Regions from separate parts of the Mus musculus genome. Here all the other regions are linked to region 1. Evidence: chromatin contacts called from public Hi-C and HiChIP or PLAC-seq data. All regions are on one chromosome and are shown on one strand. Each heading gives the region's core, a stretch centred on a gene start, on an enhancer-like site or on the middle of the called end of the contact. The rest is flanking DNA. Distances are from core to core; before and after follow the strand shown. Region 1 overlaps Scnn1a (sodium channel, nonvoltage-gated 1 alpha). Region 2 holds the start of Mrpl51 (mitochondrial ribosomal protein L51). Region 3 holds the start of Chd4 (chromodomain helicase DNA binding protein 4). Region 4 overlaps Vwf (Von Willebrand factor).

Region 1 (6,215 bases), core at 192-2,691:
AATATTTACTGAATAAACCTTCTCTCTTGTGTTTGGATTTGTGTCCATTTTACAAAGAAAAGGCTCTGCAAAACGATGTGAAATGGAAGCGTCACCAGACCATGAAGGGACAAAGGGACGGAACAGTCATGGGAACTCTGGTTGGGACCTGCCGTCCATGGATCTTACCACACGCCCGTCTACAGGTGACATGCTGGGCACAGACTTGGGCACCTGCCTTGGATCATTTCCTCGCCTAACCACAGAGAACTTCCTGAGCCCTCAGGAGGACCCAGGATAGGAGATTCTGAGGAACAACGGAGCCAGCAAGGGGGCCTACTCACGCCTGATTGCAGGGGGCCTGGTTGAAACGACAGGTAAAGATGAAGCTGCCCAGGGCTTCTTCCTCTAGAGCAGGCGAGGTGTCGGGCAGTCTGGACAGAATGTTGATGTAATGGAAGCGGTACCATTCTCTCACGGCATCCACCCCGGATGAGTATGTCTGGTAGAAGCAGTCTGATTTGTTCTGGTTGCACTGCACAGAGACAGGAGTGTCAGTGCATGTCAGAGACAGTGCACCAAGGTCAAGGACTGAGAGCTGAGGTGTTCTGAGGGCTGATGGGCATGTAGGTACAGGGAACAGGGTGTGGGTAGAACAGAAGGGGAGAAACACTTCCCTAGAAGCCCCTAGGAGAGGTGGCCAGAGGACCCTGGGATTGAGGTAATGGTAGGCAGTGCCTCCTCACTGTAATTACTTATGCAACCAGGTAGGAAGAAGCAAGAATTCTCCCCTTTCACTGGTGCAAGAAAGCTTCTGGGATCAGACTTTCGTTCCCACAACAGAGGTGATCCTAGAACTTCCGTGTGCTGGTGGTACAGCCCATCTCTCCGGGGCCTCCCTCTCTCCTTCACTAGATGAGCCTCTGTCCCATTTCCTCCTACCCATCCTTTTTAGTCTACATGTTTATTAGGGTGCAGGGATGTAGCTCAACAGAAGAGACCCTGCCAAGCACGGACAAGGACCTGGGTTACACACATACACACAGAGACATGCACACACACACACATGCATCTCATTTTACTGTCTAAGTGTCTCATTTACTTGCCTTCTGTTACAGACTTGAAGAACTTCAGTTCTTCACAGGAGGGTCTCAATTGAGTCCCATCAGTAGGGACTAGAATTCAGAAACGTATATTTTCTGCAACAGATTTCACTTCTCGACATTTATCCTCTGCTAACATTCATTCATTCACTCATTCACTCATTCACTCATTCATTCATTCATTCATTCATTCATTCATTCATTCATTCATTCATTCATTTATTCACGTATTGGTGTTACCCGCTGGAAAGTCCATCAGGCCTTTCAGTTTGAAGGAGTAGGCGGTCCATGGGACCGAGCAAGCTCGTAGGCGGGTCCTGGACCGAGGGGCGGGGCTTACCAGTTGGAAGCCGATTTTCCAGTCCTTCCTGTCCACTTGGGGATTGTTGTCGCGTACACTGGAGGACGCGCTGCGCGCCGAGCGGGCGGGATTGGGCGGAGGTGGTGTGCGCAGGCGCTGCAGGGGGTGTGGGAGAGCACCCCGGAGGTCGCGGGTGCTGCGGCGGCGGCCCCCAGCCTGGCGAGTGTAGGAAGAGTTGTATTTGTACAGGTCAAAAAGCGTCTGTTCCGTGATGCGGTCCAGCTCTTCCAGATCCTCTTTAATTTCAGTGTATCTGAAAAAGCCGATGAGGAGGAGGTCGGTCCAGGGGCGGTCTACCAAATCCCTGGCCTCGAAGGGCCACGGTGTTCTCCATAAACACCGAGGGAATCAGTGATCCCTGTGAGAGCTCCAGGGCTATCAGCTGGGTAGTGTAGAGTGTAGTTGTATTTGAACAGGTCAAAAAGAGTCTGTTCTCTTAGCTCAGGTCGCCCTGCCCGATCTCCTTTGGGGAGGGTGGCCTTTGGGAATGTCCTGCTTCCTGTGCCTTCAAATCTTCTCAGTGACTGCACTTTCAGAATGTCCCTGCACTGCTCTGAAAATACCAGATGAAGTTCCTACCTTTGCCCCTTCTTCAGAGGCTACATTTTAATGAGATTTGGAAGGGACCCACCCAAACACGATTCCATATAAATCCCTATAGTTTTCATTCTCAATACTGGCTGTATTACCATCTGCACGATGGACATCCTTAGAATTACGGTCTAAGAAACACAAAGCCGAGATGATAAATTAAAACCAGGCTGCAAGATGCAAATCCGACACACAAATATTAGCTGCATTTCTAGATACTAGCAACAAATGGAAAATATTTTCATTAACACCACACTGAGGCTGGAGAGAGGGCATGCCATTGAGAACATGTGATGCTCTTCCGAGGACCCAGGTTCATTGCTCAGCGCCCACATCAGAGCACTCACAACCCCCTAACTCCATTCCAGGGAAATCTGACTCCCACCCCTGGCTTCCAGCCACACTCACACATGTGGCTCACACACACAGATTATGTACATATAATCAAGAGTAAACCTTATATTTATCAGATCTACTCCTAAATTTAATATAGGCAAGATTTCTTATTCCGCAGAGCACACTGGAACCCTGCCGGAGGCCAAAACATACGAAATCATACAACAGCTCCTATCTCATGTCTCCCAACTTGATTTTCAGATCACATAAAATCCGGATCCCGAATTCAGCAAACATCCTTAAAGGAAGTGACAGGTGCTTCTGAGGTGTCTATGGAACGCAAAGAGTTTCTGTGAAGCTCAGGCTGACCTCAAACTTGAAACCTTCCTGCCTTAGCCTCACCAGCAGCTGAGCTTACAGGTACATGCCTCCACAACACCTCTTTGCAAAGAACCTACGGTGCCCAAAACAGTTGTGGAAAAGAAAAAAGCTGGGGGAGGGGGCTTATACTACCTGAGTTTAATATTTACTATAAAGTGGGATTGGAGGGATGTCTCAGAAGCTAAGTGCAATGGCTGCTCTTCCAGATGACCTGAGTTCAATTCTCAGCACCTATAAGGTACAGCTGTCTATAACATCAGTTCTGGGAAATTCATTGTCTCTCTTCCTTTCTTTCTTTCTTTTTTTAAAAATTTATTTATTTATTTTATATGAATACATTATTGCTGTCTTCAGACACATCAGAAGAGGACATTGGATCACAATACAGATGGTTGTGAGCCACCATGTGGGTGCTGGGAATTGAACTCAGGACCTCTGGAAGAGCAGTCAGTACTCTTAACCACTGCGCCATCTCTTCAGCCCCAGGATTTAACCTCTTTAGGCCTCCATGGGCGCAGCATGAACTTGGTGCAAAAACATACGTACATTAATAATAATAATTTAAAAATATTTTCTATGCCCAGCATTGGGGAGGCAGAAGCAGGCAGATCTCTGTGAGTTTTAGGCCAGCCTGATATACACAGCAATTTCCAGATCAGCTAGGGCTATATAGTGAGACCTGGTCTCAAAAAATAACACACACACACACACACACACACACACACACACACACACACACTCACACAAGGGATTGGCTAAAAATGCCCAATATCTTAACTATTAAATGTCACTTAAAGAAAAATTCAAGAGTCAGGTGTGGTGGCACACGCCTTTAATCTCAGCACTTGGGTGGCAGAGGCATGAGGGTCTCTGTGAGTTCCAGGCCAATCAGGCCTACAAATCAAACTCTGAGCACTAGTGAAGCATGCTATTGCCAGAGATGTGGGGTCAGTGCATCTGGGGTCTGACACAAGCACAGGGGCCTTACAATGCTAGGCCCTTCCTCCAGCCGCCACCACTGAGCCACACCCGCAGCCCAAGGTTATTTAAAATCTCATGCACGGTCCCAACATCCAGTTCAGAGCTACAGGATCCTCACCCAGCTGGCTGGACCCTAGGCATTCCCTCTTTGTAGCCAGCTGGCCCCTCATCCCCTCACAGAAGAGAACAGAACTCAGATCCAGGGTGTGTCCCAAGGGCTTCTGAGAGACTGAGCGGTACTTATGATTCCAAGAGTGGCCATGCCAGCTCGTATGAGCCCTTCTGAGGAGCCAGGAACATCCATTGCATCTCCTGCTGAACAATCCGGGCTAATACCATTGTCATGCCCTTTCCCAAGACAATGTGGCCAGGACATGAGTCACAATGTGCTCCCACCTTTCAGTGTCCCCTAGGCTGTCCCAGGAGCTCATAGACACTGCCCCCTGCTGGAAGGGCACTCTGGTGCCCAGCTGTGTAATGCTAGGCAAGGCATCCAAACCTTACCCCTCTGTAGAATGGACACAGCACTAGGTCAGCCCGCCACACAAAGTTCTGGGAAGATGAAATTAGGCACTGCTCGGGCACACTAAGTAAAGAGATGGTCAGGCCTCAGGAAGACACAGACAGGAGCCGGATGCCCGGAAAAGTGTCACTTCAACTTTCTCAATGTCATACAGGAAGAATCCAGATCCCAGCTGGAATTCCAGCTCTGCTGGAATCATTTCTATGACACGGTCTCTACTGTCATCTCCCTTTCCCCCTCACCACCACATTGCTACCTCTCTGCCTTCATCACACTCTTCCCCACTGAGACTATGTCATGCCTGAACACACTCTCATCTGTCTGGTTTCCCAACCCTTGGTCCCTGAAGAAGTCAGGTTCCAAGCAGGGATCTTTCTCACCCCAAGGACACTTCTCTGCTTTTGTCTAACAGGATTCAGAGCCCTTGACTGACACTCGTGCTGAGAGAATGGATCACTGAGCAAAGCACCGTCAAACACTCAGGTCTTGTCCTGAGACCAGGAGGTAAACAAAGGATCAAGACTCCTTGGATGGGATGCTAGTAAGATGGTCCACCTCATGTGGCCATGACTTACTTCCTCGGCCACGCTCACTGCCCTCACCCCTGTCTGTCTGGCAGGCAAACCACCTGTGGGAGATGGGTGATTCCCGGCCCCAATCCAACTCCATCAGGCCTTACTGTCTTATTCCACAACTCAGGATAGCGAGGTAGTTACACTAGTCAACTACCCTAGAGTTACTCACCTGGGAACTACTGAGCTTTGAATAGCTTTGAAGTCAGGCTTGTTGGACTCCCTAGTTTTTGTTCTTCCACTACTCCTGGCTAAGGCTAAGGACCGTTTGAAATTGGCTACCAGCTCCCTCTCTCTGAAGCAAGCCTCCCTTCTGACTTTCCTCTGTATGAGACAGGCTAGCAGGATACAGGAATCCTAAGAAGTTTGGGACTGACATACATATGTTTCCCTCTGTGTCTACTCCTCCATCCTTGATATACATGATGGGCTCCCAACATCCACTCAGGGACCTCTGGGGCACTGTCAGCCAGCATTCAGGAATACCCCTTGGCAGTGTATACCTGTGCGCTCGGCCCTCCTCTCTGCTTCATCCAGGCCACACTTAACACTCGTCTCTGATCAGTTTCCCGGCCCTTTCTCACCTAAGCAGCTTTGAGCAGTGCTAATGGAGCACACAGTGACCTTACAGCTTCAGCTCCTATCACAGTACACTCACATGTAGATACCCTTATCTGGACATAGCCCTTATCTGGATCTCTTTCGTGGGTTCTGAGCTCTCATGGTGGTCTGTCCCAGGGATGGCAATCTAAGAGCCAAAGGTTCTCCTGAGCTGTTGAGACAGCCAGGTGGTGAGTGTGGGCAGCATGCTGAGTGAGATACAGGGCTGTGCTGAGTTCTGGCCTCTCTGACAGGACTGTTATTGCCTCTGGGCAGGCTGGGCTCAGGGCAGCCACTGTTGACTCTAAGCAGGATTCATTATTTCTTTAGGAAGAGTTAGTGACAACAAACCCTTGCTGCAATCTCTCTTAGGCTGCCAGGATGATGCTATGTAGAAGTCCACTTTTTTTTTTTTTTTTGGAGACAGGGTTTCTCTATATAGTCCTGGCTGTCCTGGAACCTGCTCTATAGACAGGGCAGGCCTCAAACTCACAGAGCTCTGCCCGCCTCTGCCTCCTGAGTGCTGGGTTTAAAGGTCTGCCATCACTTCCCAGCTCAGACGTCCACGTTTTAATGAGCTGGCCCAGGCCATGTAGACTGTGACCCCCTAGTGACCTAAGATCTCTTTTATGGAGAGCCAGTCCCCAAAATAAATCACAACTCATGCTGTAAAACTTCTTTTCTGGGCAGAAGAGATGGCTCAGCAGTTGAGAGCACTGGCGGCTCTTCCAGAGGTCCTGAGTTCAATTCCCAGCACCCACGTGGTGGCTCACAACCACCTCTAATGG
Region 2 (7,096 bases), core at 4,445-6,944, 140 kb after region 1:
CACATCTGTGCCATTTTGCTCTGCATCATTTGCCTGAAAAAAAAAAAATTGTTACCTCCCTCTGCACCCCCTCCCCACTTTTAACATTCCTTTAGGATAAATTAGTGGTGATCTGATCACCTACAGGAAGCCTTCCCTGCCCTCTACCTGCTCCCCTGGGGTTGGTTAGGGACTCCTTCCTGCCTGTGTCTATATAGTCATTTCCCATTGAATTCCTAGCACTGACCCTTTCCAAGACCTACTTCAAGCACTTCAATCCACAGTCACACACACACACACACACACACACACACACACACACACACACACACACACACACACGTGCATGCATGTGCACACACAATTTTCTCACCCCCTTTTAAAAACAAACAAACAAAACAAAAACAAAAACCTCATGTGGGACTGGAAAGCTGGCTCAGTGGTTAAGAGCTGCTCTACCAGAGATCCTAAATTCAATTACCAGGAGCCACATGGTGACTCATAATCATCTATAATGAGATCTGGTGCTCTCTTCTGGTGTGCAGGCCTACGTGTAGGCAGAACACTGTGTACACAGTAAATGGATAAACCTAAAAACAAAAACTCATGCTGCAACAATATTTTTCCCACGCAATTACCGAATTCAGATATGCATCTTGTTTACATACGCACCCTGTACCTGACGGATGAAATCTTTTTACAGGCAGTGGTGTAGCCTTGGTTTGTGGTGTATATGCCTCCAAGGTCCTTCCACACAATGATTCAGTGTTTGTTGAAGGGAAATGTTGCATTCTTTTTCATTACAAAAACAATCCAGCTCTGTGCTTGAAAAATAAGACTTTTTGTAACTGACAGCAGGAAGAATTTTATACGGGCTTCTGGGGCTGACTTGTTAGTTCCTTCTTCACTAACACTTGTGAGATTGTATTAAAACATTTTCCTCTTCCTTTTCTACCTTTCCCCCTCCTCTTTGGTTTCTCAAGACAGGGTTTGTGTGTGTGTGTGTGTGTGTGTGTGTGTGTGTGTGTGTGTGTGTGTGTGTAGCCTTGGCTGTGCTGAAACTTGTTCTGTAGACTAAGCTGACCTTGAGCTTATAGAGAAACACCTGCCTCTGCTACCCAAGTGCTGGGATTAAAGGGGTGACCACCGCGCTTCATGGCTTTTTTGTTTTTTCTTTTCTTTTTTTTTTTTTTAAAGATGGGATTTCACTGTGTAGCCAAGCCTGGAACTTGATATGTAGACCAGGCCTGCCTCTGTCTCCAGGGATCAGTCCTGGGTTCAAAGGTTTTTGCCTCCATGCCTGAAGACCTCAAGACTTCTTAGCCTCGTTTTATCAACCCTTGTTATTTAAATTTTGTCCTTTGGGATCAAGTCTCTAAGCAACCAAGCCCAAGAGAGGCTGAATAATAAGACCTTGTGCCAAAAGAACTTAGCTGGGGCTGTGGAGAGATGGCTCAGAGGTTACAAGCACTTGCTGTTCTTGCAGTGGCCCTGATTTGGTTCTCAAAAAAACAAAAACAACCCAAACTACCAATTGACTAAGTAGATGTGAGTGAAGATGTCTCAGGCGTGTTAGCCCACTGCTGAATATGGCCTCGTGACAGCAAACTAGATTAACCATCTGAAGAAGAAAACCCAGAGAAAATGATTTGAAGTTGTTTTAGTCATTGAGTTTAAGAATGGACTGTTACGTCATAAAAGATCATTGACACAGAACTTAGATTTAAATCAAATAGGATAACCACCCTAATTTTTCTACCTTCAGAGCTCACTTGAGTCTACAAGCAATTCATTTTCTTGGATTTGCAATACTTTTAACATTTTTAAATTTTATTCTACATCCCAACCACAGCTTCCCTCTCAACCACAGCTTCCCTCCCTCCATAGTCTCTCCCTGCCACTTTTCCTCCCCACACCCAGATCCCCACTCCCCTGTTCTCCCCAGGTCAGGCCTCAGTGGCTATCAACCAGCCATGGCATATCAAGTACAGTAAGACAAGGCACCTCTTCTATTAGGGCTGGGCAAGGCAGCCGGTTGTGGGGAAAGGGTCCTAAAGGCAGGCAGCAGAAGCAGGGGATAATCAGAGCTCCTACTCCTGCTGTTAGGACTCCTCCCAACCACAATGTGTGGAGGGCCTAGCTCAGTCCCATGCAAGCTCCCTGGTGGGCAGTTCAGTTTCTGTGAGCTCCTAAGGGCTCAGGTTAGTTGATTCTGTGGGTTTTCTTGTGATGTCCTTGACCCCTCTGGCTCCTACAGTCCCTCCCCCCACTCTTCCAAGAGAATCCCCAAGCTCTGCTTTGTTTGCCTGTGTGTCTCTGTAATACTTTTTTGTTTTGTTTTGTTTTTTTCAAGACAGGGTTTCTCTGTGTAGCTCTGGCTGTCCTGGAACTCACTCTGTAGACCAGGCTGGCCTCAAACTCAGAAATCCTCCTGCCTCTGTCTCCCAAGTGCTGGTTTTAAAGGCGTGCGTCACCACCGCCCGGCAATACTTTTTTATAAAAAGAAGTAGGTATTATATAGCCTTGGACATGGCCACTAAATATGAGGATTAAACAGTAGTTTGAAGCTGGATACAAGGACTCACACATATAATCTTGTCACTCTGGAGGTAGAGGCAGGAGGATGGGTCCCAGTTTGAGCTATAAGAGTTCCAGGCCAGCCTGAGCCTGACTTTGAGAGACTATAGGTTTTTGGTGTTTGTTTGTTTGTTTTTGTTTTTATGTTTGTTTTGTTTTTTCGAGACAGGATTTCTCTGTATAGCCGAACTCAGAAATCCACCTGCTTCTGCCTCCTGAGTGCTGGGATTAAAGGTGTGCACCACCACCGCCCGGCTTATTATTATTATTTCATGTTTTACATGCAATAATACATGCAGCTATGCCTGTGCACATGTGCATGCCTGTCTCCATGGGAAGCCCAGAAACTGGAAGTATAGTCAGCCTTGAGTCACCATGTGTGAGCTGGGAATTAACCTGGGCAACCTGCAAGAGCATCCCTGGGAGATGGCTGGAATCATCTCTCCAGCCCCAAGACTGTTTAAAAAAAAAAAAAAAATGCAAGAAAAATTCCCTGGATTACCTTTCTGTCATCTCCAGACTTCTCACTGAATTGATTTCAATTGAAACATAAATTCAAAAACCTGTGGAAAATGTGGTGGCTTAAGCCTTAGATCCAACACTAAGGTATTATCTCCATGAGTTCAAGGCTAGCCTGGTCTACATACTGAGTTCCAGGATAGCCAAGGCTACATAGAGAAAACCCTATCTCAAAAAACCAAAAGAAGTAAATGAAGAATGTCATAGCAAAACCTATTATTTTTGTAATATATACTAACAAAAGCAAAGTGCAGCAGAGGGTCTATAGCTCACTATAAAGTACTTGGTATATCCAAGACGCCAGCACTATGCCATATAGAAGAGTCTCTCAGGGAAGCCCACACTCATGCTCTCAAGTGTTTTACCTCTGAACACCTCTCTCATAGCCCTGATGCTCAAACCTGTATTAAAATATCTTTCTTTTTAAAAAAAGATTTATTTAATGTATGTGAGTACACTGTAGCTGTACAGATGGTTGTGAGGCTTCATGTGGTTGTTGGGAATTGAATTTAGGACCTCTGCTGCCTCAGTTGACCTTGCTCTCTCTGGTCAACTCCACTTGCTCTGGTCCAATGATCAAAGACTTTTTTATTATTAAAAATAAGTACACTGTGACTGACTTCAGATGCACCAGAAGAGGGCGTCAGATCTCATTATGGGTGGTTGTGAGCCACCATGTGGCTGCTGGGATTTGAACTCAGGACCTTCAGAAGAGCAGTCAGTGCCATCTCACCAGCCCTAAAATATCTTTCTTAAATGACATTTTTTTCCCCTAAAAAAAAAAAAAAAGCAAACAGGGTAGCACACACAGGGGTAATACTGGGTGTGATCTTTAACACTTCATAAAACTGGGCATGACTCAAGGTCAGCCTCCACAAAACTGCCCTATTCAAGAGGATGGGAAATGCTGTGGTACTCAGACAAGTTCCCTAACTTATAACTGATAAGAGCAGTACAAAGTGTAATTTCACTTTCCTAGTTCATTTTGGGGTGGCAGAGTCTTTAGAAATAGCAGCTACACTTCCAAGGGCCTGGGCGGCTAGTGGCAGAGTTCCCTAGAATGAGCAAGTCCCTGGGTTTCAGCTCCAAGATTACAAAAAAATAAGATAAAATAAATAAAAATAAATTCTTTAAAAACTTACACGAGGTGCCAGTGTCAGAAAGTGCCAGCAATAAATGATTGTTATAAAGGCCACAAGCATAACTGGGCTGTAAGTAATAGTAACAAAAGATCATGTGACTTAGGAACGAGGCAGACGTCAGAGTGCATGAGTAAATGTAGCACTGGGCATATCAGATTCCAAAGGAGCCCCATTTTTTTATTACATCGAGCACACAAAGCTCTCTCCTTGCTGGGATAAGTCCTGTTCCCCTTCTCCAGGGTGACACATTTCCCGTCCTATCTGTACTTCCCATGTCGGTTAAAGTGTTTGTAGAGATAGCTGATCCGTTTGTTAAGGTTATGCAGGTCCTCAATGAACATCCTGTTTCCCACAAATTTCTTCTTTCGGACACAACGCTGCAATTCATTTCCTCTCCAGCCTCGAAGCCATACTGGGCCCTTGATCAGTTCTTTTGGGTGCTTCTCGAAATTCCCTGTAACGTGACAGAATATATACTAGTTTCAAGAGAAGAGAAGTCAGCCTAGCCCAACTAGGCCTTCAACACAGTTTCATCTCCCTGATCAGAACTACTGACAGACAAGGCACACACCAGTCTAGTACAAGGGACAGAGTCTTTGTAACACTTGCTCTTCCAAAGGATTCCCCAGCACTCTCAACTGAAGGTTCACGACTGCCTGAAAGGGAAGTTCTAGGAAGTCACCCTGAACCTGCAGGCATTGCTTGAGCAGTACACGGTACACATTCAGAAAACACAAAAATCTTATTTAAAAAAGAAGAAAGAAAGAAAGGAGTAAAGACTTTGCAGCCAGAAATGTCTGGGTTCAAATACTGACACTCCCATTTACTCGCTTTGGCCCTCAGACCTGCCCACTACTGTGTTAGTGAGACTGAGTCCCGCACTCCTCACTATTCTCCGCATCTCAGACTGGTCTTGCCTGGCTTCATCTCCCGTGTAACAGGTTTGTGCCCCCAGGCTTGCCCCGGGCACATTACTATTCTCTCCACAAATAAAACCGAAAGAGTCAAGAGAGCATACTAATCCTTCAGAAACCAGGAATCGCGTCCTACCCAGGATTCCAATGTTGTCGTAGACGCCAAACAGAGCCCTCTTCTCGTTCCAGCGATCAACCACTTTGGGAGGTGGAAGAGTGAGCCTTACGAAGGCCAACCGTGGGACGCCTAGGGAAGGACAGAAGCATGAATCAGCACTGCCCAGTGACAAGCCGTTAGCCGGCCGTCCTACTACACTTAAGCCACTTACCCAGAGAGAAGCTTCGGCATGCCGAGGGCACCCAGCCCCACAGTCTCCTACTTGCCGCCCAAGGGACACTCCCTGCCATTACTCTAGCCTGTCCGCCTCAGTAGGGGCAGCAAACCAGCCGGAAAAATGGGGAGCGGGTGTGAATTCCAAAGCCAAGACACAGATTACAGTCCCAGGCGGGACTCACACGGTAGTGACAGTAAGAGGAGCCATTTTGGGCCTTACCCAGGTAGCTTAGGGAGTCATCCCAAGGTGGCTCGCACAGCCACAAGCCCCGCCCTCCAAGTTCCGGCCTGTGAGGCGCGTCCAGTCAAATACTTCCGGTTTAGCCCCTGGAAGAATGGAACCGCTGCGGTGTTTGTTGTCGCAGGAAAGGACGCCCCCAAACCGAAATTCCGTTAAAATAAGCTCTCTCCTGTCCCTTGCGCGTCCTCAACTGTGAGGGAAGTGGAGGACGGGAGCCTGGCGCTACGGCAAGCTGAGTTTTGCTGGGGCAGTATATTCCCGGAGTGTACAGGGCCGGGCGCCACATGGTTAAAAGCTGGACTGCTTTAGGCGGCCCGCGGAGAGACAACGGGTGACCATGCTTAGCCGACTACGGTAGAGATGCCGGGAAAGCGCAGACTCGGGGCCACGCCCCTCGCCCGCTTGCCCCGCCCCCGGGGCTGTGATTGGTTGGCTTCTCCAGCCTCTGTCGCGATTGGCCTCCTGGCAGCCGTTGAGGTTTGAACAGGGAATTGCGGGCTCCGCGAGCGCGACGCCTGGCGCTGAGGCGGGTCTCCGTCTCAGCCTGCCGCGGATTGGCCGGTTCCTCCGCTAGCTTGAAAACCATCTCGTTGTTTGGCGCGTATCCTGCCCTATTGTTTTCTTCCTTCCTTTTCAGCAGGGGGCTCTCCGGTTGAAGAAGCGGCGGGTGAGGGGTGTCGCGGGGTCCAGGTGAGATGTGGCAGTGCGAAAGGTTGGGAAGGGAAAGGTTGAGAAAAAGCAGGTCCAGGACGTGACGCAGCCTTTGCCGGAGTGCGGTCGGGAGCGACGGTCTGGTAGGGATGCCCTTGAGATCCAGTATGGCTGTGTGTCTGACAGATCAGAATCTGAATGTGTGGTGTGGGCAAAATCGCATAGCCTTACTACCCAATGTGTAAATTTGGTTGTTTCGTTCTGCACCCCATGAGACTGAAATCAGGCACAGGATAAGTAGAAGTTAATGTCCTTCCATTCCATTGATTGGGCTGGAACCCCAATGCTCAGTAAAATATTTCTTAAGGATTTTTTTCACTTTAAAATGGAAGCAATAAGTCTGTATGTATACACTGATTGTCACTTAATAGTTCATTAGTATTGTCTTGTGTTGTTGTGTTGTTGTTGTTGTTGTTGTTGTTGTTGTTGAGATGTACTCCTTGCAGCCTCACTGCAGTCCTGGCTGACATCAAACTCAGCAGTCCTCCTGCCTCAGCCTTCTAATGTTGCCTTTATACACATGTTCCACCACCCCTGGCTATTGACTAGTTTTTATCCCTTGATTCTTTTGATCCCCAGAGCAACACCATTTTACAGAGACCATGAGACTCAATGACTTAGTGTCAGAATAATAAGAATTATGCTCACTTGATCTATTTGTGTTGATTTTTAAAAAACT
Region 3 (6,412 bases), core at 2,192-4,691, 240 kb after region 1:
AAAGAAAACTTCTCAAATTATTACCTGGCCCTACCTAGGTCCAAAGCCAGTGATCTCTAATACCTACTCTAGGATGACACAGTTTGTAAGAGGTCACCCTCATGTCCCAGACAAGAAAGCCAAGACAGCACCAGAGTAAACTATTGGAATGACTGCAGTACTCACTCACTTGTATTCTTTAAAGACATTAGAACTAAGACTTAACAAGGGCTCAATGGAGGTTACCAAACCATACAACCTTCATCCCTACAAGGAATCAGAAAGCTTTAGCTTGAGGAACCAAGTGTCAAAGCTCAGCTTCCCCAGTCACCCAACAAGAATCCTACCCAACCTGCAGAAACCATGCCCAAGCCCCCAAACAGCAGACTCCCTCCCTTTAATCCCGCACACTCAGTGCATAACCCAGAAGTAGCCCTAAATGATGCTGGAGCCAGTCAGATCCCAAGGTTGGACAAAGTGCCACGGGCCTCCCATCCACACCCGTCCCAGGGTTAGGTCAGAGGCTTGGAGGCCCCTCTCATCCCTAAACACACCATTTTTTTAAGGGCTTCTGGCCCACAGCCCTTACAGTACCCACCAAAGCCTTCTTCCTCTGCCTGCGGAGCAGAAGTGAGCCAGGGACAGGGCTGTGGAGGCACAGTGGGCCCCTTTCCACCCACACACAGCCCTCCAACTCCTCAGGCCCATCACGCTGCATGCCATAGAGGGAGATTTGGGAAAGGGGCAGAACTGGGTGTGGCCAGAGGAAAAACTGGGTCATGCTACAGATTGGGGCAGAGTTCACACTGAGAGCCTGCAGTGCTCCCACTTGGGAGGGAAGCCCCAGACCTTCAAGCAAGGGGTTATGGCTAAGATGGGAAGCAACGCTGGTCAGACAGCATCACCCAGCCTCTCATAAAGACAAGGAAGGAAAAGTAAGTCTTCCTCCTTACCCACCTCACCCTCGCAAAGGCAGAGCTCCGCAGGCCTACACCTCAGTGATCAGACACAGATCTAAGTCCCTTATCTCAGCAGCCTAGGACTCAGCAGCAAGAATAATGGCTCTCTTAAATGACAAATTTGAAAATGATTTCTTCTGGATATCTCACCCTCCAGTTGGGGCTCAGGAAAAGGCAGAAGTGAGAGCCATGCCGTAAGGAACAAAAAACAGGACAGCCAGGCTTCACAGGGTAGTAACCAGGACAGCCGGGCTCCACGGTGTAGGAAACTACGTGGACGCAGAGAAGATACCGACCTTGCAATGAATGTGGGGGAGTCAAGCCAATAGGTGCCTTAACTAAGGGGGCTCTAAATAAGGAGACAAGAGAAAGACATCCACTTCCAAGCATGACATCAGCCATCACTTGAGGGCAGGCACTCAGGCAAGATGGTTATAATAATACGGGTTTAGCCAGTCCAGGGAGCAACCCCAAAACACAGTGCAAACCCTAACACACCCACACAAACACCTCACGCCACCAATCCAGACCAGACCCCAAGCTACCTCAGAGTGGCGGAAGCCCCTAGTAAAGATCCAAGATTATGTCCACACCAAGGGCCAATTCCCTCCCTCTGCCCTCACTAGGCTACTGCATGCTGCCTCTCCTAGCCCTCCATCCTTCTCCACTCAAAAAAATCCCAACAATCTGACTAACAAAGTTCTACAGATCTGATAAAGAGTGAGATTCAAACTTTACACTCTTGAAACAGCACAGAGAACCCGTAAGAGATCGGGACAGAAAGCAACCAACACTCTCGCTTTCTTCTCCAGGGAACAACCGCGGGATCCCAGATGCCTGGCAGGGCTCCCGCAACAGAAATCCCCACCGCACCCCACCATGTCACCACCAGAGTCGGAACCACCTGCATTCCTCCAAGAACCTGCACGAGGTAAAGCTAACCCAGAGAGCTCCCTCAACCGGGGACTGCGGAGCATTCCAGACAGCCTTGAGTGAAGCCAGCTTGCATCTGGGTCCGTGGTGCCCAAGAGGCACATGGCTTCCACCTCCCCCAGCACCCCCCAGCACACAAGAGCTCCGCAGAAAAGAACCACTCCCTTCGGATGCCCTCCACCCTGGGTTCTGCACAGGGACAAGCAGCGCGCGAACGCAGCCTCACTGGAGTCTCGAGGAAAGATCAAACATCTTCCTGCCCTGGGCCCTCCGGGAAGATGTTACCTGGATGGGGTGGGGGCAGGCTGTTGTTCAGAAGTGCGTCCATATCCTCCTCCTCACTGCCCGCTGAGCAGGGGGACGGGGAGCCCAGGCCCGACGCCATCCCCTTCCGTTCCCCGGCCAGGGAATTGGCCCAGCTGCTCCTGCCTGCGGCCTGGGGCCCTCTGCACTGGCCCGAGTCACTGTGCGGGGGAGGGGGGAGAACAGTGAGTGACGCGCAGTCCCCCTCCCCCACCCGCTCTTTCCGCCCCCCTGCCCTACCACCCTAGCCAAGCACCCGAACCACTCAGGCTGAACTTAGTTCCACACTCCTCGGGGACAGCCCGTGAGCCGGCTCCCCAGCAGGAGCCCCCAAGAAGAGGGAATGACGCCCCCGAGGGCAGGCTGGTGCATGGAGGGGAAGGAAGAAGCTAGCCTGGCCTGAGCCAGGAGTGCCTGGGGAGTGGGGTTCGAGTGGGGAGGCGCGGAGAGGGTCAGGGGAGGCGGCCGGTGCTCGGGGACACAAGGTCACTTGGGAGTGGGGGGGCGCTCCTCTGCGCCCGGGGAGGGGCCAGTCCCCAGACAGGGCAGCTCTCCAAAGGCTGTCCTCTGGGACAACTCAGGTTCTCTTCCGGAACGGCGGGGACCAGGGGGCGTGGAGGCTCGGGCGCTCCGGGGTCCCGAAGAGTCGGGACGCCGGAGGAAAGCGAGCACCCACCGGGAAGGGGGCCGGGCCACGTGTCCCGGGGGGCTAGCGAGCAAAGGGCGAGGGGCGGGCGGGCAGGCGCTCGCCCGGCATTGTGGGAGGCCGAGCCCAGGAGGGGGGGGGGGCGGGGAGCAGGACTCCCTCAGGGCAGGGCGCCGTCTGGAGGTAACCCGGCCGCCTCCGGGGAAGAAGGGTCGGCTCCCTGGAGAGGGGACGGCCCGCGGGCCCCGGGACGCCTGAAGAAGGGACAGGTGAAGGAATGACCCCCGGGACGACGTCGGGCTGAGAGAGATGTCTCTCCCGTTGCCTCGCGCGCTCCTCACCCTAGAGCCGCCTCAGGTCGCGCTGGGTCTCGCCGGTGTCACTCCCGCTCCAGCTCCTCCTCGCCGCGGCCGAAGGGGGGAAAATGGCTCCGGCTCCGGCGTCGCCTCTTAAAGGGCCCGAAACACCGGCCGGGAAATCCCACCGCACAGGCCCCGCCCCCCACGGACAGCCCATAATAACCTCAACCAACTCCAACCCCCCCCTCCACTACCGCCACCCTCCTCTTTAGGTCTCCCGGGCAACCCCCGCCCCCTCGTCGCTCAGGCAACCATTGGCCACGCCCCCGTCGAGCGCGCGCGCGCGTCACCTGGGCAACCGCCCACCTCCTGGCCATCCCATAATACACACGGACACCCCACATACACACACCCCGCCCCCCACACTCTATGCATATATGTGCCCGGGGCTACAGACATATAGTGCAGATCTTTTACAAACTAAAACCTGCTCCCCCTCCCTTAGATAACCCATAATAACCACTCTTTGCCAACTTCTTCACTCTTGGCCTTACTGCTAACATCCCATAATAACTCATTACCCCTCCCTCCCCTTGGCCATCCCATAATAAGCACCCCTCCCAGCACTTCAGCCTCATATCCCATAATATTCAACCCATCCCCCACCGACATCCCATAATAACCACCCCCAGTTTGACATCCCATGATTGTCAGAAACTCACCCACCCCATACTACAACAACGGACACTGGGCCTCCTCCCACACGGATCCCGTAATAATCAGTCTCCCACTTTCTATACTGATATCCCATAATATCCAACCCCCCCAGAGCTGCCCTCAGTCCCTGCACTAGGGTTGAGATTCTAGATGCTCACTTTACCACCCACAGCCTTCCCAGTCTCTTTCTAGCTCCATGGTCCATAAATTACCATTCCTCCTAGCAAAGAGATACTCACTAATGATCAGCAGCTCTGCTGTCACCCCACAAATGGACATCTAAATCTCCTCCACTAACACTGGGAAAATGTCCTATCATTTACTCTATCTACTCTCCCATCCCATAATTTCAAAAAGCCCACGATACCATAATTGTCCCAACACAACCCAGTGCCACATCCCATAATACTTCTGCTACACTCCATCACCGCACACAGGTCTGGCCAGACATCCCCTAATTGTCACAACCTCCCCCACCTCTAGAAGTTGTCAGGCTCTTCCAACTAGAGCAGAGAGGGTGTGGCAAACTGCTAACTGCCCTGTCCCCACTAGCACACACTTTAGTCCCTTCCTGGGCAATAGGAGCATTCTGGGCTCTCAAAGTTCAGGACCCCCAGACTTCCTAGCTCATCATTTGCAGACACTCAGGAACCAAGAGCCAACCTCGAGCCCCAACAAACCCCACCAAATCCAGGTATGTTCTAGATACTTACCTCCCTCCAGCTTTGAATGTTTGTGTAAACTCAAACAAATAATATGCTGACTAGATGAAACACTTGCATAAAACTTCATGATGAAAAACTTTAACTCACCCAGAACATCCCATAACAATTACAAACCCCCATCCCAAAACTATTTCTCAACATTCCAGAAGTCCTCTACACTGCCACCTTCAAGTCCAGGCAGCCTCCGTGGACAGATAGCCTATCACCACCATGGACTGAGAGTCCTCTACCATGCCTTGCTCTGTACTCACCATCACTAAAGTTCATTCGACATACCCTTGACAGAGTACTAACAAGGTAAAGAGCTAGCTACTTACCGACCGAGAACGAGGATACCAACACACAGGTGCCTTCCTTCAAGAAACAGTCACAGCTGGGAACATTATCACATGCCAATAACCTCAGCACTCAGAGAACACACGAGATGATCAAGGGATCAAGGCCATTCTCTGCTACTCAGTGAATTCAAGGTCAGCCTAGGCTACAGTAAAAACAAGTCTCGGATAATTATAATTTATTTATTTATTACCAGCACCGTGCTCTAACCAACTGGGCTAATGGGGCACCCATGAATAAATATTAAATGTATAATGAAGAAACATTAAACAACCAAAGAGACCATGCATGATACAATATAAAAATATCTAGTAATTCTTGCTCTCTAACTCTCTTCCTGCTGTCCCTTCCCTCCTATCCCCATCATCACCTGCTCTCCATGTTCATGATGGCCAGCCTCTCTCCAGTCCTCTACTTCTCTCTCTCTCTCTCTCACTCTCCTCCCTCCTCAACTCCCCTCCCCATGCCCTAAATAAACTATTCCATACTAGAAAAACGAAAGAGAGAAAGAGAGAGAGAGAAAGACCACTGACCACTGTTCCCCAATGTCCTGTCATAAAGAACTGAGCAAATCTAAACTGTTCTCAGGAGGTCACATCCCCAGTAGAGGTCGAGGTAGGTGGGCCATCTAGACCAATGGTTCTTACCCTTCCTACTGCTGCGATCCTTTAATACAGCTCCTCGTGTTATAGTGACCCCCGACCATAAAGTTATTTTCGTTGCTACTTCCTAACTGTAATCTTGCTATTGTGATGAATCGTAATGTAAATATCTGTGTTTTCCCATGGTCAAAGGGACCATGACCTACAGGTTGAGAACTGCTGATCTGGAGGAGTTTACAAGAGAAGGCTGGTCAAGATAACTTCCTGCAGGGCCTGGTGATGCAAGCCTTCAAATCATCCCCTAGCTACTCCCTATGTGCTAAAGGATTTTGACTGGTAAGCAGCAATCATCCAGTCAGTGGTCCTGATGCTTAAAATCCGTATTGTTGCCGTGTGTCCCTTTAAACACATCCTGGACCACAACTGCTGCGCTTATTCTTTTCGCTTATTGGCTTTTTTTTTTTTTTTTTTTTTTTTTGCTTTTTTTTTCTGGATAGGTTCTCTCTTTTAAATTTTTTGTTTTGTTTTGTTTTTTAAAGATTTATTATTATATGTAAGTAGCTGACTTCAGACACATCAGAAGAGGGCATCAGATCTCATTATGGGTGGTTGTGAGCCACCATGTGGTTGCTGGGATTTGAACTTAGGACCTTCAGAAGAGCTATCAGCACTCTTACCCGCTGAGCCATCTCGCCAGCCCGCCTCTCCCCTCCCCCCCCCCCCCCCCCGTTTTTATGTTTTTTTCTTTTGGTTTTTCGAGACAGGGTTTTTCTGTGTAGCCCTGGCTGTCCTGGAACTCACTATGTAGACCAGGCTGGCCTCGAACTCAGAAATCCGCCTGCCTCTGCCTCCCGAGTGCTGGGATTAAAGGTGTGCTCCACCACGCCCGGCTGCCCCCCCCCCTTTTAAATTT
Region 4 (6,264 bases), core at 3,736-6,235, 240 kb before region 1:
GCCTCTTCCCTGGGGATGTTAGGCCCCATCCAGGGAGGGGAGAGAAAGCAGGAGAATCTCCCCAGGGGGGTATGCCGGCAAGGCAGGATTAAAAGCAAGAGCCAGAGGTCTGCAGCTACGCAATTGTTTCTTCTCAAACAGCTGACAAAGGAGAAGAGGGGGGAAGGGAGGGGATGAACATTCCTAGGCCTGGAAAGAATAAAGAAAGGAGAGAAAAGTATAAGAAGCGCAAGTTGTTTGCTGGGCCCTGATATTTCCAGCTCCAGAGTAGGCGGCAGGAGGCCTCCTGTGGGCCCGCCCCTTGGAGGAGGTGTGGAGGCGCCTAGAAGCTGAACTGGTCTAAAGCAGTGGGTTCAAGAATTCACTCAGAGCCCGCCAGTGGTGGTGCATACTTTAATCCCAGCACTTGGGAGGCAGAGGCAGGTGGATTTCTGAGTTCGAGGCCAGCCTGGTCTACAAAGTGAGTTCCAGGACAGCCAGGGCTACACAGAGAAACCCTGTTTCGAAAAACAAAAACAAAGACAAAAACAAAAACCTCAGGGCAGAGGATAGTTCCCCAATCAGTCAGCCAGGGATGGATTCAGGGATGGATGGGGTAAAAGGAGATCACTGAGTCCACTTATAACCGCTGGCTGCTCTGGGGTTCTTATCCACATTCCAAGTTTCCGACTCATGGTCAAGATTCAGATCTCCATCCTGGCTCATACCAACCCCATCACAGGGATGGGGTTTGTGAAGGTTCCTCTTCTTAAGCTAGTGAGTATCATGAGTGAGACGCTCGTGATATGCAGGATGGCTATATAACCTAGTAGAAATGCCCGTGTCCACTAGGCGCTTTCTCACTCTGCCCCAGCCTCTTGGGAACATGAGTAGTTCTCAGAATCAGAGCAAGACTCTGGCAGCCAGACGAAGAGTCAGGCAGTGTCCACATAAGAAGCATAGCTCTAACCTCAGAGGGGATTTAAAAACGTTTATTCTGAAGCCAGCTATAAATGATCGTGGCTCTGGAACACAGATTCGAAATACTTCAAATTCCATGTTCCGATGTAGTTAACAGTTTCATCACACTGTTATTGTAGTAACCGAACAAAGAAAGCATACATTAAGGCACTATGCAAAGCCATTGGTGGAAACATCGTGTGGGCGGGTTAGAGCAGACTCTGCTTAGCCTTTTGGTTGGTGGAACCTGGTGATCTGCTAAGTGAATACATTCCAAAAGGGTCTATCTGTCAACCACAAGGATGTAAGAAGTGGACAAGAGATGGCTATTTAGAGAGCCAAAGATAACCCAAGATAAAGTGGAATCGGGCTCTGGAACTAAACCATTCCAAGCCCTCCATGATCACTGAGGTCCTAATCACCCCATCAGCCTTGCAGAAGGGCATTGGGAGGTGTGGCTTCCCTCTGGGGACTTTTGCCCACAGTATTATTCCCTGAGGTGCAGTTCAGAACTTACCCAAGCTCTTGAATAAACAGCCCAGCATGGACCGGTCTACATATCCTGCTCACAGCAAGAAAAATCACCAGCTCTGTGACAGCAATCAATCACCTGAGCTGCCTGTCACTTACCACCCATCAAGCAATTTGTCACCTACTGACCCCCAGGCACTGCTGTTCTCCTTCATGATGGGTTAAGTTCTCTTGTGTGCCCGGTCCTCAGATCTCTACCTTGTAAGCCTTACACAGTTTCAGCAGTGCCTGACCCATACAAAACATCTCAGTGTGTTCTGATGGGACCTATTCCATTCTTTGCCTACTCTTATCCTCCCTGGAAGAGGGCAAAGGAAAGGAAACATCTGAGAAACACCCATCCTTCAGTAGCCATGGAGAACTGCTTCTAGGACCCTCCTCTCATATCAGAATCTATGAATGCTGGGTCCCCCATTGGAACCCCACACATCTTCAAAATGCTTTAAACACCGTCTAAATTACTTATACTACTAGCTATGGTATAAGTGTAGGGAAATAGTTGTCACCACACATTGTTTAAGGAATGATAAGGAAAAAAACAGTGCGTTCAGAACAGGTAAGATTTTCCTACAATGGAGCCATGGATACAGGATAACTGCATTTTGTTACAGACCCTGGGGTTTGCTGTAATAGGGAGAAATTGATGCTAGGACTTTATCCAGCCCTCCTAAGGGTTTGCCCAAAAGGCAAAATGCCAGCCCACCCAAAGGAAATCTTTGAAACCTCATAGCAAATAAAGCAGGACCACCATAGGCCACCTCCATGGCTGTCACCATCACCATGGCCACTTAGCTCTTCTCTGGAGCTGCTCTTAAGTGGACAACATATTGAATGTAAAGGAAAGGGTTTTCTTATTTGAGTGTTCAGTAAAGGAGAGCCCGAAGGAGGGGGACACTGAGAGGCAACGCAGGAAAAGAACCCAGGTGAGGATAAGAAGGGGGTGAACCCAAGACTACTTCCTGGTCCTAGACATTCCTTGTATAAGTCCTCATTCCTTACTTAGCCTTTTGGTGAGTCGGGAAAGACTTGAGAAGTAGCTCGTGTTGCCAAAGGGAAATGTATGTAGATGCTTGTGTCCAAACCTTAACAATAAGGCTTGGGGAGCGGGTACCCTGTCTATAAACCCAACTCATGGTGCTGTCACTCAGCCACTAAGTGTAGACTTGTATCCTTGAGTTTGCTGGATTCCATGGGCCAAAGTCTTACAACTCGTTCTGAATTGGAACTGGAGAGATGGCTCAGTAGTTAAGAGCACTGGCTGCTCTTCCAAAGGACCCAGATCTAATTTCCCCATTCAGCACCCACATGATGGCTCACAACCATCTGTGACTCAAGTTCCAGAGGGATATGACAACCCTGCTGGCCTCCTTAGGCACCAGGCATGCACATAGCATAACAACATACATGCACGCATAACACCCATACATGTCAAATAAAAGTAAAAAAATAAATAAAAATTCAACAACTTTGAATCCCAGGCAGGCAGATGAATGGCTGTTCCAACTGCCAAGAGCCTACTGCAGACCAAACTACTTGATGAAATTACCCTCCCACGCACACCTGCCGGCTCCCCATCTAGATAGAGCAAGAAGTGACAGGTCCGCCCATGCAAATAAACAATTGTGTAATCAGGACATGAAGAGCAAACTGCTCTGTCCCCAACAGGATGGATACTTTGTGTGCTTCTCTGGGCTATTGAAGAGATGTGCTATGGTCACTGAAAGTCAACAATGGTTTTAGCAAATATTAGCCCATAGGACAGGTGATTTCCCAAGGACAAGAGATGTCTCCGGTGAGCCGCACTTTGTCCCGGAGGAGAGAGAGAACGTTCTACAGGATGGAAGGTGGTGAAAGGTGAGACAAAGACAGCACAGAAAAATGTCACATGCTCCCATAATAAACACCAAATTCACAGGTGAAAGGAAAGTGGAAAGTCTCCAGCTGCTGTGGAGGAGACTGACCGACTATGGAATCAGGGCTCACACACCAGCCCAGAGCAACTGGCCCAGAGGGGTCCTAGACTCCAGTATTCAGGGACATGGATAGACACACAGAGCTCTAACTTCAAAGGAGCATAAACTAATGGAGTGTGCTCTCTCAGGAAGCTGAGGAGCCAGCTAGAGCTGAGCTGTGCATGAAGGCCAGAAAGAGCCTAGCAAGCCTATTCTAAGGCCTTGACTCTTAAAGCCAAGATCAGAACACATCCAGCCCATCTGGCTGTTGTTCACAGAGCACCTTCCCGCAGGGGGTAGGGGGATGTAGAGGTAACTTTGAGAATCTCATCCAGTGCTTCAGTGTTTGTGAGCCTGGGATTCCTAACGTTGATGAAAATCCATTTCTCCCAATCCTGACTCATCTGACGATGCTGCTACCACTGGATTACTCCCCTGCTGTGGCTCAAGTAAAAATTAGCAGCAACCACACTTGGGATTCCCAGTAACTGAACACTTGGGATTCCCAGTAACTTGGCAGTTGGTCATCGTGAAGACAAACTCTTAGGAATTACAGGGAGAGATCTCTTGGTGCCAAGCATGGACGTGTCCTCATGCTCTTGACAGCAGTAGCAAAGGCAGGAGCCAATCTTGTCACACTGGGGAATGTGACCTGAGAGTGGTGATAATGGCTTCGGTGACTCCCAGGCTAGTCCAAAGTCACCAAGTGCGGTGACAGGCTACACTATGACCAACGGTGATGTGCCAAGTGGCTGACACTTACATAGTGGGCCTTAGCATCACCCGCAGATCTGTATATCGTGGGACGTGCAGTGGTTGTGTTCACTGTGGTAGGTTTCCATCAGTGACAGGAGATTGCCTTGGGAAAGGAGTGTCTTTTTCCATAGCTAGAATGACCACTCTGTGGGCTAACAGCAACCCTATGGGGCTTTCGGCTTCAAATTACAGGCAGGACACAGGACCAAAGCTACTATCCCTTTGTGAAGTTCAGCCCTTCCCCCATGCTCCCCAGACTTCATTTTACAAAAAGAGAAAGGCTAAGGATCTCTCTAAAAAGCATGTGTTGTGTGGTAGCTGTGAGCAGATGAGCATCACTTAATCTGGACATTTATGGCTTGGGCTCCAGGCTCAGCTGGAAAACAAAAACAAAACTAAAACTGCAAACGATGAGATCCAACAAGCCATTATCGGTCCCAGCAGAGAGAGGCTGTGGGTCTGTTGGTACAACAGGCAAACGTTCCTCCCCAAGGTATAAGAATTATGACCAGGCTCCCTGAAAGAGCTACAAAAATCAGGAGAAAAGAGAGGTGACTGGTTCTGACAGCTAACCAAAGCAGTTGTACACTAGTGCAGCCTCCCTGAGAACGCTCAACCATTCCAACTGGCTCCTGAATCCAAAACCCCGCTGCTAAAAGACTCCCAGTTAGCAGACCCAATATCTAAGCGTGGGGCCCAGCGGGAGCAAAAACTTACAAGAGGCCACATTAATCACCTCCCAGGAGATGAGTCACTGCGCATCCCAGCCAATGAGGGATCCCGGCTGTGAGCAAACACGATCTGATTGGCTAAGGGCAGAATACAGTTCTCTAGGTAAACAAACTGAAACTCTGAACTGTGAGTGCTGGACTTGAAGGAGTTCGTGCCTCAGGGAGGTGTGTTTGGAGCCTCAGTCCCGAACCAAGAACCACGTTCTTCAGCTGTTCCCAGGATGCTGGTTAAAGCACCCGGGAGACAAAGTGAGTAGGGACATACAGCTGGAGCCTTAAAATGTGTCCCCGCAGACTTAGCAAAGCTGCATCCGTGCTTTGTCTTCCTTGAACAAAGCACCCAGTCTTTCCCTCCTCAACTCACCCTCAGTATCAGGTTCTCTCCAGAAAAAGTCTGTCTGTACCTCCCACTAACGCCACATCAAAGGGTTTGTTCCTTGATACTCTGAGGGTGGGCAGCATCTGCCAAGCCCTTGCTGTTTGCAGCCTGTGTTTGCAAAGCCAAACAAAACAAAATATGCTCGGCGGGACCTGTTGCTCTCAGCCTCGCCTTGAAGGGAGGGAGAGGGAATGCCACCAACCAAACACAGAACTCTAATTTAGAAACCCAAAGGGGGAAGTGAGAAAAGTCTCTCGTGCACAGTACCTTGGATGGATTTCTTTTGAAATCTGTCTGTTGGTCAAGCATCTCTAGAGGAAGGGCATGCCTGTCTCACTTGCCTATTTGGATGTGCTCTGGACATCTCATTTTCCAAACCCACAGGCTGATGTGACGGAGGCAATTCCTCATCTGAGGTTCCCTTTTCTAGGTGACTCTAGTTTGTGTCAAGCTGAAAAAAAACTGACCAGCGCACCCAACTATGGGGGAGAGAATCTCAACGGTTTGTCTTTAAAAGGACAAATGTCAGCTATCTCAAGCCCTGGGAAAGAGGAAATCCCCCTTCTGCACAAAGCACGGGCCTCTTGGCGCTCAGTCTGGAGCTTAAGTCTGCCCTTGTTAGCAACCGTGGCCACGTGCCAGGCAACTACCCAGCGGGCCTTGCGCCGCTGAGTCACTGGAAGCACAAGGGCAAAAAAATGGCTTTTGGGATGTCTTTTGTTTACAAGTTGGAAGTTGTGTGCTTAAGAGTTGAGGCCGTATGTGTTCACTGATAAGTGGATATTAGCCCCAAACCTAGGATACCCAAGATATAAGATATAATTTGCTAAACACATGAAACTCAAGGAGAATGAAGACTGAAGTGTGGACACTATGCCCCTCCTTAGATTTGGGAACAAAACACCCATGGAAGGAGTTACAGAGACGGAGTTTGGAGCTGAGATGAAAGGATGGACCATGTAGAGACTGCCATAGC

Evidence for each region. A called contact is a pair of places that touch in the nucleus more often than the background predicts. HiChIP or PLAC-seq counts read pairs in DNA pulled down with a chosen protein or histone mark.
Region 2: an H3K27ac HiChIP or PLAC-seq map of trophoblast stem cells shows a contact between it and region 1, with 16 read pairs. The contact joins the promoter of Mrpl51 here to the enhancer-like site in region 1. A contact is called at or near these places in 3 of 39 promoter capture datasets (cranial neural crest, macrophages and neural stem cells), 5 of 115 datasets of contacts at active chromatin or transcription factors (bone marrow-derived macrophages, embryonic limb bud, embryonic stem cells and 2 more) and 4 of 9 other capture datasets (adipose tissue, liver, macrophages and 1 more).
Region 3: a FOXA1 HiChIP or PLAC-seq map of pancreatic cancer cells shows a contact between it and region 1. The contact joins the promoter of Chd4 here to the enhancer-like site in region 1. A contact is called at or near these places in 1 of 39 promoter capture datasets (the SN4741 cell line), 1 of 484 Hi-C or Micro-C datasets (LSK cells), 1 of 115 datasets of contacts at active chromatin or transcription factors (pancreatic cancer cells) and 3 of 9 other capture datasets (adipose tissue, embryonic stem cells and pancreatic islet).
Region 4: a contact with region 1 is called in a Hi-C map of bone marrow-derived macrophages, with 28 read pairs. The contact joins two enhancer-like sites. A contact is called at or near these places in 3 of 39 promoter capture datasets (embryonic stem cells and frontonasal cranial neural crest), 3 of 484 Hi-C or Micro-C datasets (CD4 T cells, bone marrow-derived macrophages and nephron progenitors), 7 of 115 datasets of contacts at active chromatin or transcription factors (DN3 thymocytes, bone marrow-derived macrophages, embryonic stem cells and 4 more) and 1 of 9 other capture datasets (liver).

Annotation. Positions count from the first base shown.
Region 1 is chr6:125,326,392-125,332,606 of GRCm38.p6, reverse strand. Scnn1a (sodium channel, nonvoltage-gated 1 alpha) reads right to left here. Exons shown (of 12, transcript NM_011324.2): 2 at 1,423-1,696; 3 at 324-514. Among named protein-coding and RNA genes, the nearest start is that of Scnn1a, 8.2 kb to the right of the region's middle. Within about 2 kb of position 1,441, at least 231 of the 459 cell types and tissues checked have an H3K27ac peak or open chromatin away from gene starts, as enhancers often do. A contact at or near this core is called in the SN4741 cell line, adipose tissue, bone marrow-derived macrophages and 8 more, where this site is marked.
Region 2 is chr6:125,190,798-125,197,893 of GRCm38.p6, reverse strand. It overlaps Mrpl51 (mitochondrial ribosomal protein L51), which reads right to left and starts at 5,694. Exons shown (of 3, transcript NM_025595.3): 1 at 5,461-5,694; 2 at 5,268-5,378; 3 at 3,502-4,671. The coding sequence starts at 5,539. The coding sequence ends at 4,475. Ncapd2 (non-SMC condensin I complex, subunit D2) reads left to right here and starts at 6,308. Exons shown (of 32, transcript NM_146171.1): 1 at 6,308-6,396. It overlaps Mir3098 (microRNA 3098), which reads right to left and starts at 2,102; the gene lies at 2,016-2,102. It overlaps Gm52878 (a long non-coding RNA gene), which reads right to left and starts at 1,160. Exons shown (of 2, transcript XR_003956366.1): 1 at 652-1,160; 2 at 1-33.
Region 3 is chr6:125,093,010-125,099,421 of GRCm38.p6, reverse strand. It overlaps Chd4 (chromodomain helicase DNA binding protein 4), which reads right to left and starts at 3,441. Exons shown (of 39, transcript NM_001346610.1): 1 at 3,162-3,441; 2 at 2,157-2,335. The coding sequence starts at 2,256. Mir7045 (microRNA 7045) reads right to left here and starts at 2,398; the gene lies at 2,336-2,398.
Region 4 is chr6:125,572,107-125,578,370 of GRCm38.p6, reverse strand. All of the region lies in intron 6 of Vwf (Von Willebrand factor), which reads right to left. Among named protein-coding and RNA genes, the nearest start is that of Vwf, 22 kb to the right of the region's middle. Within about 2 kb of position 4,985, at least 343 of the 459 cell types and tissues checked have an H3K27ac peak or open chromatin away from gene starts, as enhancers often do. A contact at or near this core is called in bone marrow-derived macrophages, memory CD8 T cells, microglia and 2 more, where this site is marked.